Linked DNA regions of Hordeum vulgare: regions 1 and 3 are each linked to region 2. The links are chromatin contacts, called in public Hi-C maps. All regions are on one chromosome and are shown on one strand. The core of a region is the stretch at or near the end of the contact, and the rest is flanking DNA. Distances in the headings are between cores, read along the strand shown. Region 1 holds the start of LOC123443856 (V-type proton ATPase subunit c''2). Region 2 holds the start of LOC123443857 (carbon catabolite repressor protein 4 homolog 6). Region 3 holds the start of LOC123443858 (protein YIPF1 homolog).

Region 1 (3,120 bases), core at 341-2,840, 340 kb before region 2:
ACTAGTAATCAATAATGACACAACCAAATCTTAACATAGATTATAGTTTCCCGTCCGAGATGAACTCCTAGATATGATCAATTTTGTTTCCTTATTTATGCAGGCCCGATCGATTGGTCAATTGTTTTTAGAGGGAGATTGGTTTATTGATATGCTTACTCGACTCACCACCACGAGTCCACCAACTATGTAAGCTTGCCTTTTTCTATTGGTCTTGCAGCGTCTCAAGGTTCCTATTTACCGTGTAGGTCGCTCGTTAGGCACGTAACACATATTCCAATGCTTATATGGGCCAGCCAGTTTATGCTCTTTTAATATTTGTTTTACACTGGTTTTAGGAAGCTTATATAACCTTGCGTGCCTTTTTTTATCCTTCTTTCTATTTTTATTTTTTTTACTTATTTTTTCCATTTTTTTTTCTAATTTTGGAATCGTGAACAATTTATGAATTCACAAACATTTTTTTCGAGGAATATCTTTGAATATATAAACCAAATGCATGATCCTTTTTCAGATTCACAAACATATTTTGAAATTACGAACATTTTTTGAATATGTGAACATTTTTTCAATTTGTGAACATTTTGTGAAGTTGCTAACATTTTTTTATTTCTGAATACTTTTCTAAATAGTGAATATTTTCCATGTTTACAAATATATTTTTAAATGTATAGACATTTTTATAAATATGTGATTCAAAATCATGAATACATTAATGAATATTTTTTAAATCATGATTTCTTTTCAAATTGGCGTACATTTTTGGAATTCGTGAATATAATTTAAGTTCTTCAATGTTTTAGGAAATCACTAATATATTTTGAATTCAGTAACAATTTTAAAATTTGTGATTTTTTAATCTTAGAAGACTTTTTGTATTCACAAACTTCTTTTGAAACGCGAACATTTTAAAATTCGTGAATATTTTTGGAATTCTTGAACAATTTTTGAAACCATGAACATTTATGAATCCATGACCATTTTTGAAAATCATGAACATTTTTGAAATTTGTGACAAATTTTGTATTCATGAACATTTATTAAATACATGAACACCTTTTGAACATTTTTAAATTCATGATTATTTAATAAATTTATTAAATTTATTTGAATTCCTGAATATTTTTCAACTTTACTAATATTTTATGAATTCATGAACCTATTTTTTCAAACCATGGACATTTTCATACTTTCAACTATTTTCAGAATCTTCAAAAACTTTTTGAAATATTTTTATAAATTCACTAACGTTTTTTATATTTCTAGAATATTTTCTTTAAAATTCTTATATGATTATTAACTTTGGTAAACATTTTATTAATTTAGTAAATAAAAAGCAAAAAAAAAAAAGGAATGCGACCGCGTCCGGGGCGAGCCGCAGGAGTGTGGCTGCGTGTTTGCTCGCAGTCCATCGCTCCATGCGGTGATTAGGAGCCCCCCTCAAGACTAGCACGTGACCCGGACTGACACGATCCCCTCTCCCGCAAAACAATAAAGAAATATACGATCTCCTCTGCGCCGTCCATAACCAGATCGGACGGAGCGCATACCTTCTGGCCCCAGCAAGGCTGGTTGGTCCCCGTGCAGACCACGCACACATCTTCTCCTCCATCGCACCCCGACTCTCTCTCCTTCCCCAGTCACCGATCCAACCATCCCAAAGAGAGAGAAAGAAAATCCCCGATCCAGCACCGAGCGCGCACCGGTGGAGATCGTGGTGGGAGGATGTCGTCGGACTACTCGTCGTCGTGGGCGCGCGCGCTCGTGCATATCTCGCCCTACACCTTCTCCGCCATCGGCATCGCCGTCTCCATCGGCGTCTCTGTCCTCGGCGCAGCATGGTGAGACCTAATCTTCCCCCCCTTCCGGGCATCGCCTCGCTGGATCTGCTGCGCGCATCTTCTCATACTGCCCCACTGTGGTTTTGCTGCTGTCAGGGGGATCTTCATCACGGGGAGCAGCCTCATCGGGGCCGCCATCAAGGCGCCCAGGATCACCTCCAAGAACCTCATCAGGTGAGGGAATCTCTGGAGCCTTGCTAACCTGGTGGGCCTGATTTGTCTCGACGCCGTCTCCTCTGCACTGCGGTAGCTAGATTTGGCCTTGCTTGGTGGGTGGGCTCTGGGCTGTGAGCTCTTGACTTTTGTCTACCTTAAACTTGATGATGCGTGGTTGCGTCCAGGAGATGGATTGGCCATTGTTTCTTCTGTTAGTTAGCATTGTGTTACATGAAATTAAGCGTCCGATGTTTGAGTAGAGCAAACCACCTTGCTTCTGATGGTAAATTATTCAACTAGCTTGGAGGGGCTGATATTCCTTCCATGGTGAATCACTTTCGGTGTTTATACGATTAGTTGACTTACATCTCTTAGTAGGAAGAATCGGACATTATCTCATTGCAAACTATCCATGGGTAAATGCACTGATGATATTCTAACAAATGCCAAAGACAAGGGCGTGCAATTGTTGTTGCCTGTGAAGAAATTTTCGTGGTTATGTCAGACACGCCTAATTTGGATATAGGTCCGTATGTCCATTGTTGTGTCAGTCACCCATCCTGAATCCTCACATTTCGCACTTGTTTAGTCTCGTTTTAATAAACCAATTTAACCGTCTCGTTTTAATAAACCAATTTAACCGTTATGTAAGTCGTGACAAACGCTCTGCATGCTGGCAACGCACGAAGGCCAGATACTGCTATCAACTTCTACTGGAATCATGATAGATAGAAAGTCAAAGCAGGAGGCTTATTTTCTTTTGTTTGTTTTGCGGTTCCTCTGTTATGTTAGGCCCATCAAGTTCTTACAGTGGTCGTGTGGGATCTGGTCTAGTTCCTTAGTTTGTCTTTATAATTTGATTCGTCATTGAACCTGTGTTTGTGGCTTTTATTCTTCTCTTGTTTTGTTGGAGGGCATGTTCGTTAGAATGGTAGGCAGTATAACAAAGGAAAACTAGTGTTTTGGCTCTACATCTACAATTGGATGTAGCACAAACACCCTCTATGTCGTTAGAGGAAGAAGGATGTGAGTTCATATGATGTATTGGAGAAACACTAGTCTGATAGTAACCAGGGAGCTAGACTGCCATTTTGTATACACTAGATCATATGCTTCAATAATA
Region 2 (3,321 bases), core at 300-2,799:
CAAGGCAAGGCCCCCCTCCCTCCTCCTATATATATGGAGCAATTAGGGCTGATTTGAGACGACTTTCTCACGGCTGCCCGACCACATACCTCCACGGTTTTTCCTCTAGATCGCGTTTCTGCGGAGCTCGGGCAGAGCCCTGCTGAGACAAGGTCATCACCAACCTCCGGAGCGCCGTCACGCTGCCGGAGAACTCTTCTACCTCTCCGTCTCTCTTCCTGGATCAAGAAGGCCGAGATCACCGTCGAGCTGTACGTGTGCTGAACGCGGAGGTGCCGTCCGTTCGGTACTAGATCGTGGGACTGATCGCGGGATTGTTCGCGGGGCGGATCGAGGGACGTGAGGACGTTCCACTACATCAACCGCGTTCTCTAACGCTTCTGCTGTACGATCTACAAGGGTACGTAGATCACTCATCCCCTCTCGTAGATGGACATCACCATGATAGGTCTTCGTCCGCGTAGGAAAATTTTTGTTTCTCATGCGACGTTCCCCAACACAGATCACCCTGCGCGGCACTGCTAATGGAGATCAAGCGAACCCTCAAAGAGGTGGGAGAACATGCGATATTGCATGTGGTCAGGAGTAGGAATAAAGTTGCTCTTGCCCGTATTGGTCATGTAGATTAGCGAACGGCCGTCTGGCTTCGCTGTACGCCGGTAGAGGTTGATACCTTATGTAAGGAGGACTGTTTTGATCCCATTTAATCAATGAAATTTTTTATTCGCAAAAAAAATAAAAAATCAGATCTGATGGTTTTAAATGTTCAGATCGTAAAACATACAGACTGCCAAAAACACAAAGGGCAGTGCTCTGCGCCGGCGCACCGGCAGAAACCGCGCGCGGGCCGCACGATCCACCAACCCCTGCGCGTCCGCGCCGTTGGATCTCCATGCAACATTTTTCATCCCGATGCAGCAAAATTTCGATGCGATGCAACAATTTTTCAACGGTTGCAACAAAAAACAAAATTTGTAGCAAAAAAAATATCTACGTGATCGTAGCAAAAAAACGAAGCTGATGGTGCGTGGTAGCAAAAGTCAAACGCCGGTTGTAACAAATATTTACGTGACGTGTATGCAACTTTTTTAGTGAACGGTTATAGCAAAAAATGATGCCGGCTGTAGCAAAAATTAACACGGTTGTAGCAAAAGTAAAAAAACATCGATTGTAACGAAAAATCCGAAGAACTGAAGTTGCAACCAAACGTATATGCAGCTTTTTTAGTGGACTAGATGTAGCAAAAAAATAACGCTTACAGCAAAAATAACGTTGGTTGCAACAATTTAAACGAAAAAATGTTACATGCCCAGTCAACAGGCGCGCGGTCGACGCACCGGCCAGAAACGATTCCCAAACACAAATCACTGAAAAGGTTCAGTTTAAGCTTAGTTTACTGTCTAATCCTTTTTTACAAGGAAAGAGAATCCAGAAAATACTGCTGCAGATACAAGGCATTTTCCTGCCAACCATCCGATCGAAAATCAAGGGTCTGACACGAAGTTAGTGTAAGGAAGTCGGGAAAGCCTAGTACTCCTGCCTCGGCGTTGCGTCGGCAGCACACCGCCTCCCGTCCCCTTCGTCGCCGCGCCAGCAGTCAACTCCGCCGCCCCCGGCGACTCGTCGAATGCGGCTGTTCCCAGGCCGCCGCCCGCCGTTGCCGCCACCGTCGTGACCACAGGGGATGCGCGTCGTCCCCTCAGCTTTTCTCCGTCGAGCCGCCTCGATGTCCTCTCACTACAACGTAAATCTCCGTTTGGGCTTCCTCCTCCCTATCAATCCCTGACATCTAAACCCCTTTTACCCTTCTCCCCTTTTGCAGCGCCGAGGATCCTCGCGGCCTCACCGCGGATACTCCTCCCGCCCCCCGCCTCCTTCCGCCTACGCCGACGCCGAGCTCGTCAGCGGCGATTCCCACCTCAGCACTGTGCCCGCTGCCAACGATTCCCTCCGTCGCGGCGGGGGTCCTCGCGCGTCTCCACCGCAGTACAGGCACGGGCCGCAGCTCCAGCCGCCGCCGTACGGATATGGCTATGGTCAACCTCAACCACATCCGCAGCCGCAGCCGCAGGTTCAGCCTTACGGGTTTGTGCCGTACAACTACAGCCATCCGCCGCAGGGGCCGTTCCCAGGCCCTCAGTACGGCTACGGGACTCCAAATCAGTACGGTCACTGGCATCCACAGCCATACAGAGTTGTGCCACCGAATGGAGGGTTCCTGCCACGGAATGCTGGGTTCCGACCTGCGGCGCCGCAGCTGCAATCGAGGCTGGCACAGTACAAACGAGAGTGGCGATCTGTGCAGAAGCTGCCACCGCGCCATGCTGGTACCATCTCAATGCTTAACATTTACTGTATTTATTTGCAGCAATGTGTTGCAAAACCATCTTAGGAGCATTATTCTCAAGTCCAAGCAGTATACTAGTTTTACTTAGAGTGAATTCCACATTTTACCCCCTAGATGTGCATTTGTGACACGAATTACCCCGTCAAGTGGAAATTCATCTAGAATACCCCTTTAAGAAGCTTTAGACACTCATTTTTTTTATGCATGTCCATTAGGGAAGGTGTAAGTTGATGTGTGGGATCCAAAAATATCTGGCCGAGGACGAGGAATGGAACAAATGGACAAGAAAAGTCTGGACATGATGGTCAATAATGCCCTTTGTACTTTACTCATTTTTCTTACGAATCATTTACGCAACATGCAGATCCTATCTAACACAAACAAGCAAAATGAAAAACTGAGGTAATATCATTTAAAAGTCTCTAAAATCTGATGTTCCAGTAGAATTTCCACTAAATGGGGTAATATGTGTCACAAATTTACAACTACAGGGTAAAAAGTGGAATTCACTCTTTTACTTATTATAGTAATTTTTATTCCTAGCTCTATCTCATAACTGAAAGTTTCCTTAATAATGATTGCAACTGAGTCATTTATAGCTAGTATTATCGTCATGATGAAAAACTTGGAATTTGATTTCCAAATCAAGATAGATGCCTTTGAAGTCGTGAACTCTGAGACGGCAGTTCCAGTTGATGTGCTAAGGGCATCTGCAATGAAAAGCGCCTGTATAGGCGCTTTGAGAAACAAAATAAATCTCGTAGAATTAGAGAAGCAACTTAGCGCCTCCTATTTCAACGGCAGACGCTAATCACGGACGCTAAGAAAGCCGTCCGCTGCACTCACGGCTTTATCTCGTGCAACAGAAAAATCCCAAGTGCCCGGTTCCCATTTTTGCGTTGATGCTGTAGCTGGCGCCAGGATTGAAACGCCCAACTGCCCATCAATCGGGAAACAAATCCTGGCGCCCTGGG
Region 3 (3,394 bases), core at 472-2,971, 380 kb after region 2:
CGGTCAGATGGCCAAACTCGGTGGCACCGATACTCAAACTCAGAAATTCCGACTTGCTGTATCTTAGCAACAGAATGTTCGTCACACTGAACTCGGTAGCACCGATGCAGTTTCGGTTGCACCGATTTGGTGGGAATGGCTAGGGTTCTGTCTGAGGTTTAAACTCGGTGGGTCTGATATGGGAATGTTTGTGACACCGAATTTGTGTATGTGGATCTTGACAGAATGGATATGTGGGAAAAATGACTGAGTGTTTTGGTGGCTAACTTTGAGCATTTGAGCAATCAGTTCATTTTACTACCTCACCCCCTTTTAATAGTATTGGCTTTCCTATGGACTCAAAAGTGATTTCTTACAAATATAAAATAAAGAATCTTCTAGCTTGAAGCTTGAGCCAATATTATTCCTTTCTTGCATCTAGGGGTATCTCCACATAAACCTTAAGCCATAGCATCTTTTGAACTTTTCTAAAATACACTTGGAAAACACATTAGTCCAATGATGCATATATTGTGATCAATTATCAAAACCACCCTAGGGAGCAATTGTGCTTTCACGTACTAGTCCATCGTCGGAGGAGCACATGATTTTTAATCTGAGCCTCTTGGATATACACACTCAAGGACTATTGCAATTATAGCACACAACATAAACATAATTACGAACGTGAAAATATATAATAACATTTAATATTGCCTCCAGGGCATATCGCAACAGTTACAACTATAGGTGGCCAAATGGGTCGTTGTTATTGATCCGGCCCACGAGCATGCATGCCCGACACATGACTAAATAGGTCGTACCTAGCTCGTGGTGAGCCATGTGTTGTGGTTATCCATCGAGGCGAGGTCCGCAGGCTGGCATGACATGGCTCGTTCATTTTTATTACCAAGTTATTGACCCAAAAGGCGAAAATGGCCTCAGAACAACCCAAAGGCCGAAAAACATGCATGTCGGTCGGCTCATTTACCATGCGTGTCATGCTCGGCTGCCGAGGTGGGGTTTATTGTCGGCACAACATGACCCACTTATAAACAGACCTGCAAGTGCTACATGACATGAACCATAGGTGCTCAAAGGCCCAACACACACCTAAATGGGCTAGTTTTGGCCTTTTGGTCCAATAACTTGGTAAAAACAAGTGAGATTAAGAAAAAAAAACGTGTCGTCTATGTTGGCCCGTGAGCCTTACCTCGACCCTTTTAAATAGTATGCTGGGTTAGACCCATTATGTGCGGGACACGTGTGCTCACGGGCCGACCTCGTAAAAACAACCCGGATAGTTATAACAAGAACATCATTTATGTAAAAAAAAACAGGTGCAAACCAACATGTGGTAGGATGGAGAGAGACTGTGGTAGGATGGTTAGAGAGACAATGATATCTCAACTTATTGGGGATCAAGTCCTCGTGCTTTCATTATTCCTGGATTTATTTCAGGATTTCCGGCGATACGTTTTCAGTGGAGAAGACGTTTTCATCAACGACGAGGCGCCTACGGTGATTTCATAAATCTCAATATGACGGCTCAGTCTTTCGGAGGTACTCATAGAGATAGGATGTGCATATGTACATTTATAGAAGTGAATGTATGCCTGTGTATATGACCGATTGCGTCTTTTTTTCTAAAATAAACAGGTTCTTCTAACAAAAAACAGGAATACCCGACACTGTTTCACTTGCCAAGAAGGCGCGCGTTTATAACAGCTGCAACAAGATCCGAGAAGACATTTACCCATCTCTTCACGCGGCCGGCCTAACTCTCGCCTTGCCGCTGCGGGACGCTTGCTCCGCCCCGAAGCTTCCCTTCCCCGATTCTCCGCCGCGGCTGTTTCTGTCGCCGGTCAAGATGATGTCCGGCGGTGGCTACTCCGCCCTCGACGACCCCAAAGCCTCCGGATCCGTCCCGGTAAGCACCCATCAACCCCTCGCCCATCGTTCATCTCTTCTCGCGCCTCACCTCTCACGTCTCGCGCAGGCGGCGACGGGGCCAGATCCGCAGACCATCAAGTTCACCGAGTCCAACCTCCAGACCTTCCCACCCTCTGAAGCCAAGGGCAAGATCTCTGGCGCCTACCGCCCGCCCACTGACTCAGACGGTGAAATCAGATCTCCTCCTCTCTACTCTCTGCTCTGACATCGGATCTCCATCGTGGATCTGACTTTGTTCTAGCGGCTGTGCAGACACCTTCTCGTCCAAGGTTGGAGGGGCAGGCGGAGGCAGGGGTAGCGATGGTGGATCGGACGATGCCGCGCAGGGCGGCTGGTTCCGCATGTTCTCCGTAGCGGCCTACAAGCCCTACTTCGACGTTGACACGTCCGATGTCGTGGAGAGGATCTGGGAGTCGGTCTTCCCCTTCCGCGGCAACTTCACAGAGAAGACTTCGGACAAACCCGACCTGTATGCTTTAGCCGCATCCCCCTACTTTATATATGTTTGCTTCATTCTCTTGTTGACAATAAGATCTGTATGCTTGAGAATGAATGTGGCAAGATTAGTAAAATGTTAGAATGCTTTAGTGTTTTTGCTGGGCATGAATCCTGATATACCGTCTTAGTTGTGGAATGTGAGTGTGTTGTTGATCTAGTAGTAGTTAAGAATAAGGTTTTAGTTTCATGAACCAGTTCCTTCTGTGGCTGATCATTCCATAAGCTCTGGGTTCTGGTATAGTGGGATATTGCTCTTGATTCACCTGATCTCCACAGTGTTGATTAATGCTTGTGAACAGTCGGAATGCTGTTAAGATAATTCCTTGGCCTTGAAATGGTCTTCTAATGGTAGGCCCTTTCTTTAGAAGAGGGAGCAGGGTTTATTTCACAGCACGGGGTGTGACATTGGTTGCTGTTTGCTTTTCTTACAAGTGTAAAATACTGGACATTTTCCTGTGGTATCCTGATGGAAAGCTAATCGTTTAGTGGCAGATATTTCCTAGGATTATTTCCTTTAATCCTAGGTATAATTTGTAGAAGCCTTGAAATATTCAAATGCTTACATTAAGGTTTCATTTCAGCTGTTTTGTTGGACATCTGTGTTCAGTTAAATTAAGTAGACTGTTTCATTTCATTAGTTTGTGGCATAGTGACCATGGTGTGAATGTATCTATCCTGATCCTTGCTACAGCAAATAATAATACAAGTCCTAAATCATATCAAGTTAGGACAGTACTGGTTCACAACAATTAAGTGATCGTAACTGATAATCGGATATGATCATCCATAAATAGCTTCATATGTGCAGAGTATTCTTTGTGGTGCTATCAACTATATTTGTGCCACATATTTTATTGCCTTCGTCTAAATTTCACAACAATAATAGGATCCACGCGTGCTGGTTTATATTAGCAGTTTGCCATGTTTTGATTTATCTAAACTGTTGATTCTGTGGAAGATTTTA

The links. A called contact is a pair of places that touch in the nucleus more often than the background predicts.
Region 1: a contact with region 2 is called in a Hi-C map of seedling, with 2.2 times the contacts expected there. The contact joins the promoter of LOC123443856 here to the promoter of LOC123443857 in region 2. A contact is called at or near these places in 2 of 6 Hi-C or Micro-C datasets (leaf and seedling) and 1 of 1 datasets of contacts at active chromatin or transcription factors (embryo).
Region 3: a Hi-C map of leaf shows a contact between it and region 2, with 4 times the contacts expected there. The contact joins the promoter of LOC123443858 here to the promoter of LOC123443857 in region 2. A contact is called at or near these places in 2 of 6 Hi-C or Micro-C datasets (leaf and seedling) and 1 of 1 datasets of contacts at active chromatin or transcription factors (embryo).

The regions. Positions count from the first base shown.
Region 1 is chr3H:358,974,739-358,977,858 of MorexV3_pseudomolecules_assembly, forward strand. LOC123443856 (V-type proton ATPase subunit c''2) reads left to right here and starts at 1,591. Exons shown (of 4, transcript XM_045120394.1): 1 at 1,591-1,841; 2 at 1,938-2,015. The coding sequence starts at 1,726.
Region 2 is chr3H:359,315,566-359,318,886 of MorexV3_pseudomolecules_assembly, forward strand. LOC123443857 (carbon catabolite repressor protein 4 homolog 6) reads left to right here and starts at 1,550. Exons shown (of 15, transcript XM_045120395.1): 1 at 1,550-1,744; 2 at 1,823-2,327. The coding sequence starts at 1,685.
Region 3 is chr3H:359,695,864-359,699,257 of MorexV3_pseudomolecules_assembly, forward strand. LOC123443858 (protein YIPF1 homolog) reads left to right here and starts at 1,722. Exons shown (of 5, transcript XM_045120396.1): 1 at 1,722-1,909; 2 at 1,979-2,099; 3 at 2,185-2,401. The coding sequence starts at 1,850.